2 separate regions of the Arachis hypogaea genome follow, and region 1 is linked to region 2. A link is a contact called in public Hi-C data. All regions are on one chromosome and are shown on one strand. Each heading gives the region's core, a stretch centred on a gene start, on an enhancer-like site or on the middle of the called end of the contact. The rest is flanking DNA. Distances are from core to core; before and after follow the strand shown.

The links. A called contact is a pair of places that touch in the nucleus more often than the background predicts.
Region 1: a contact with region 2 is called in a Hi-C map of leaf, with 2.8 times the contacts expected there. The contact joins the promoter of LOC112702437 here to the enhancer-like site in region 2. A contact is called at or near these places in 2 of 8 Hi-C or Micro-C datasets (both in leaf).

Annotation. Positions count from the first base shown.
Region 1 is chr7:11,033,712-11,036,887 of arahy.Tifrunner.gnm2.J5K5, forward strand. LOC112702437 (coronatine-insensitive protein 1) reads left to right here and starts at 1,522. Exons shown (of 3, transcript XM_025753450.3): 1 at 1,522-2,681. The coding sequence starts at 2,155.
Region 2 is chr7:10,968,257-10,971,407 of arahy.Tifrunner.gnm2.J5K5, forward strand. No RefSeq gene overlaps it. Among protein-coding and RNA genes, the nearest start is that of LOC112702434, 29 kb to the left of the region's middle. Within about 2 kb of position 1,660, at least 2 of the 3 cell types and tissues checked have open chromatin away from gene starts, as enhancers often do.

The sequences.
Region 1 (3,176 bases), core at 272-2,771, 65 kb after region 2:
GGAGTCCAATTGTAAAAATTAGGAATATTATATACAGGGATGAAGAAGTTTTTATTTTATATATATACGACGAGGGAATATGACCGCAAATAGCAAGGCTTGAATTTGGAAAGCCCGCAATTATTGATTAGAATGGAATTGGGGTTTTGTAGTGGTTACTGGTTAATTTTCCTTCCATGATAAATGTTTAGGTGTTTAATGATTCAAAAGCATTAAAAAAAGATTGTACTATGATGATATTTGAAAGAAAACAATGTTTAAACATTAAATTATCTTAAAGAAAAAAGTAATATATATATGTGGAACAATCTAATCCTTGAAAATTAGAAAGGAAAATTTAGTTCTGGTGTAATATTTAAAAGAGTTTTATATTAATATATAATTATTTGTTGTGTTTACATATAAATAAGAATTTTTTCCCTTTGGAAAAATAGATATTCATGTATTATTGTCTTTTATGATTATATTATAGCACATACGTAAAACTATTAAAATTATTATGTAGATATATATCAAACTATAGTGGTAAACACATTGTCTTTAGGTTGTACACGGATCGGATCGGATTGGATATAACCTATAATTCTATCCGATCTGCATTGTACTCATCGAATCGGATCGAATATAACATTCGCAGATTTTTAGGTTGGATCCGATCCGATCCAATTCGCATATTTGTGTATTGGATCGGATATCGGGTATATCCGTATAATTACAAAAAAACTATTTTAAGGTTCTATTTAGCTGTTTTTACAAAAAAGGTCTAAAAAATCTATTTTTCACTTGTTTAAATTTATTTACTCCTAAAATATTATCAGTAAAAGTTTTCTTGAAGAAAACAAAAAAAAATAATACAAGATCTAAGTTTAATTATTTTAAGTTGAAGTAGAACATAAAAAATTAAAAACAAGATATAATAAACTATACTATTTATATGAGACATGCGAATATGCGAATCACTGCCAAATCTGCAATCCGATTCTACCATAGTGCGGATCGGATAATATCCGTAAAATTCGAATTGGATGCGAATAATTACCGCGAATATGCGGATATTATCCGATCGATGTGCATCCCTAATTGTCTTGATATAATGTTACTTTTAGTATATATATTAAAAAATGTATTTAAATATTTGCAATTGTCAAACTATATTAGTGTTATAAAATATTTCTTCGTCTAAATTTGTCAATTATTTTATAATACTAAAAAAGTTTCAAAAAAACTCTGAAATAGTACTAATTAGACAGAAAAAAACATATTAAATAAAATAATTCAAAAAAAGAGATAATAAATTTAATAATACACAATTAAAAATATTTCTTTATATTAATAATAAATAAGAATTAAACCAAAATAACATCATCTTAATAATAATAATAATAATAGAAGAAGAATGTAGCTTAGCACACATGATGATTCACCATAGCCGATAAAACTAAATAATTACAAGTCTTCTAGATGATTACATAGATAGGGTGTTACTTTTACAGAGGGAGTTAAGTGTTGTTGCTAGAAGTTAGAAGCTGGGAGTTGGGATATTTGTCGTTATTGTGTTTACGCAGTACTCCAAATTTTCCTTGGGCTTTTATCTCTCACCTCACTCCGTTAAATCCTTCGATATCCCAAATTTGTTACCTAATAAATGTACTGTACCACTCACTTCACTAATCCCTTCCTTCTTTTCCTTCTCAACCTCCGATCTAATCCCCTCTCCATTGTCAGACAACACTTCCCAACTCTCAATCTCCACCGTCCCTTCTCCAATCTCTTCTTCTTCTCCGATTCCCCGCCTCGTCCCCTTTCCTCTTCTTCAACCCTAAAAACTCACCCTTTCATTATCTCTCCTCCTCCTTCCACGTCCTAAACCCATTTTTGCGGCGCTCCATTCCCACGCTTCCACGCTTCACCACGTGTCAACTTCACCTTCTCAAGAGGTTTAAGTTTCAACTGTTTCAACCTCCCCCGTAGCTCAATAACACAACCAAAGCATTAAATTAAAAAAAAAAAAAAGAACAGAATAGAAAAATCGTGTGAATCCCCTGAGCTGTTTGTTTTTGTTTTTTTTTTTTTAATTTCTTTCCACCCGACACCGATCTGCATCCAATAAGTCGAGATCTTCCAACACGTTAGAAAATTGGCCGTCCACGCTTGATGGCGTCGATGGAGGAAGACGGCGGCGGCGGCGGCGGAGGGAGCAACAAGAAGAGGATGGAGGCGATGATAAGTACGAGGCTGTCGGACGTGGTGTTGGACATAGTGATGCCGTACATCCACGACCCGAAGGACCGCGACGCCGTGTCGCAGGTGTGCCGGCGGTGGTACGAGCTGGACTCACTGACTCGGAAGCACGTGACCATCGCGCTCTGCTACACCACGTCACCGGACAGGCTCCGCCGCCGCTTCCCCCACTTGGAGTCCCTGAAGCTCAAAGGAAAGCCACGCGCCGCCATGTTCAACCTCATACCTGAGGATTGGGGCGGTTTCGTTACTCCTTGGGTTAAAGAGATCTCTCACTACTTCGATTGCCTTAAGAGCCTTCACTTTCGACGAATGATCGTTAGGGATATGGATCTTGAGCTTCTTGCTCGTTCCAGAGGCCATGTTCTTCAAGCTCTTAAGCTTGATAAGTGTTCTGGCTTCTCCACTGATGGACTCTACTATATTGGCAGATTTTGCAGGTAATAACTAACTAACTATCTAATTAATCCTTTTCTTTAATTTAATTTTGTTCTTTGATGATTTGAGCTTCATTTAATGTTTACTGTTAATGAATGCAGTTTTTTAATCTCTCTAACTTTCTATTAAGGAGTGTCTGGATTAAGGAACTAAACAAGGAAAAAGTAGTACTAATTTTATTTTATATTATAATAATTGCATGAATGTAATAGTTTAAAAGGAAATAACTTTTTGTTTAACTCTTCTTCTTATTGGAAACTGTTATGTTATGTTGCACTTGGAATTAGTATTGTTTCTTTTTATTGTCCTATTCTTTGTAATAGTGCCCCACTTCACTACATTACATTTTCCATTTCTGATGAATATGGTTTAGATAATGATTATGTACGGGCTCATCTTGTGGTAGACATACATTGCCTTTGAAATTCGGTTCTAGTCTTGATGATATATGTTTCTGCAAATTACTTTAGTGAACCTTGATAATTTGCCAAGAGATT
Region 2 (3,151 bases), core at 410-2,909:
AGTCCAACTCATCAACGAAGATATCAGACTCAAGTAGGGGCACTGTTCATGCCCTGGCCCAACACTAAGGCCTAGGTTTGAATACGCCAAAAGGCCCAATCCATAAGGATTAACCTTCACACGCAACCGACCTCTTCACAAGAGGTTGGATTCGACATAAGCTCCATACTAAGGAAGTCGGGAGCGAGGGTTAGCTGGCAGATAATACTTATTCAAATAAGTAACTGCCCCTAGAATCTCTCAACCCACTTCCAGGAGCCATATCTCAACTTTCCTAAAATAAAAGGACGGTTATCCTCCTTAAAAGGTGAAACTATTTCAACGGTGGTTATTGGTTCACCACTATAAATACACTGACACCCCTCAGGTATCTCTAAGTTCCAATACTCTATAAACCTGTAAAGTCCTTTGCTGACTTAGGCATCGGAGTGTCCTTGCAGGTACCACCCCCCATTCTTTCATACATACAAGTTGGACGACAGCTCTCTGACGCGAATCAAGTCAGAGATCTCCTCCAACAGACGATTAGGCCAATTTTACCAGTTCAGCCCATTCATCTCCGATTATCCATCGTAACAATTATATTATATTATATGTACCATTTATACTACATTTACCACTCTTGATATTAAAATAATTAATAAGTGTTGAGAGAAAAAAAAATTTATATTTTATGAATAAAAAAATGTGTATTTAATAATATATAAAAGAATTATACAAATATAATTTCTTATTTTAAAGCTGGTACTATACCTTAGAAAGTAAAGGTCATTATGAACTCTCATATACTTCTAACTAATAGCTTTTGCATTTCAAGCGAACACAGTAAGAAATGCATTGGAATATTGTGAGATTTTCTTTAGAAAAAAAAATTAGAAACTAATTCGTTTAGCAAACAATTTAACTTTTTTTTTTACTTATTGTTTACATTATTTAAAAAAAATGTTATTTTTTTATATTTTTTTCTATTTTAATAGGTCCGAAATGCAGCTCATTGCTCATATTATTCGCACCGTATTGTTTATCTAGCAGAAATCTTAACTAAATATTGATTAGAAAAATTATTTTCCTAACCGATTTTTTTATCCTTGGTTGCGGCGGTTTCAAAATGTTTTTGTTCCATGCTACATCATTTCTCAGTGAAGAGTAGCCGGGACATGGACAAAATTAAAGAAACATCTTATGAAGAACAAAAGATTGATAAAAGAAAATAATAAAAATAAAATAAAATTATATTGCTTTGACTAGGTATCATCATCAATTTTCTGTTAATAGTTTATTCCCGTAGCAAATTAAATGATTGCTCTTGCAATAACATTATACTTATTATATTTCATAATACGAAAGTCTAAGATTCAATAATTTTTGTATTTTATGATCAGCGTTTAACTATAAAAAAAATAAATAATCTCTCATTATTAGATTAAATCTCATACCATTAAAAATATTATTAATAATCAATTAATAATTATAAAATACAAAAGTTACTGTTGCTAACACTCCTCTTTTATAATACTCTTGAATTCTAATGTATGTATGGACAAAAGCAAAAAAACAAATCCAGATTCCTCAAAAAGATTTTACACCAGAAATTGAACAAGTAAGCTTTATTAATTCCTACACCACATAAGAGGGGACACATAGTTAAGATGTCTTAATCAGATTAAAAGGATCGTTTTGAATTTTGACGTATTTCTTTCTTCTTCTTCTTCTCTCTTAACGTATCATTGCAACTTTATGGTATATTCTAGTATCAATATATCTTATTTTGATATTTAAATTTTCAAAAGTATAAATTTAATTTTTACACCCCCGTTTTGCTAAAACATCAACTTGTTTTTAAACAAAAAAATAGTGAATAAGTAAGAATTGAATGTTTGAGTTGTTATTGTAAAAAGAAAAAAAAAAAGAAAAAAGAGAAAGACTAGTTAAATGTTAACCGGAAAAAAATAGGTTCCAATGCAATCTTTTTCCATTAACTAAGAACATAAATTATCATAAGTTAAAACAACCTATAACATATAACTTTTTTAAATAAATTAGTATTTAAAATTTTTAAGGAATAAAATAAATGCATTTATAATTTTAGAGATCAAAATTAAACCTTTTTTTTTCCAAGAAGTTATATATATAATAAGAAATTGGTGTCCTCTAAGTGGAGGACCACTTAGTCACTAGTGAGGTCTTTGTCTCCATGAAACGGCACCTAGTAGTTGGTGAAGCATTATTAACCTAATATGCTAAGGTGTATAGTCTAGAACCTCCTATGGACTATGGAGTAGAATATACACGAAGATCAATTTTATAGCGTCTATTATTTAGTGTTATTTTTAAATATTTAAAAAATATTTTTATAAATTAAATATTAATTTTTAATTTTTTTAACAAGTTAGATATTATTTTTTAAATATTATATTAATCACTATAGATAAAAATAAATATTATAGTCTTTAAATTAAGATATTGATTGAAATATGATGATTATTATGATGTCTGAAAAGTTATGTTTAATTTATTAAAAAAATTAAAAATTAATATTTAATTTAAAAAATATATAAATAAATAATTTTTAAAATTTAAAATTTATTATAAAAGATAATTTAAATAAAATTTAGACACTAACTTATAAATATTGTAAAATTAGTCTTAAAATATAATGGATTGACATATACAGTGTCCTATTTTTGACTTTTTTTGTCAAACAATTAACCCATACTTTTGGTTTATATCTATTATAATTTTAAAAAACTTTTAAATATATCGGTATACTAGGATATCAAGAACTTTAATCGTTGATTTTAATTATAAAAAATATATATTATATATAATTAAAATCAACGATTAAAATTTACTAAAACACGGATATACTAATATACTTAACAATTTTTCTATAATCTTATCATAAGATTAGAAATCACAGTGTAGGGAATCAGAGACAGAAGACAACCTCTTACACTATGTTTGTTTGAAGAAAAAATGAAAGGAAAGAAAATGGAAAAAAGAAAAGAGAAAAAAAATGATCATTTTTCATTGTTTGGTTATGAAGAGAGATTAGAGAAGGAAAAAAAAGATAAAAAAAAATTGGTAGGACCCACTGATTTTTTTCTCTCTAATATTGAAAAGAAAAGAAAGGAAAAATTTATTTTCTCTA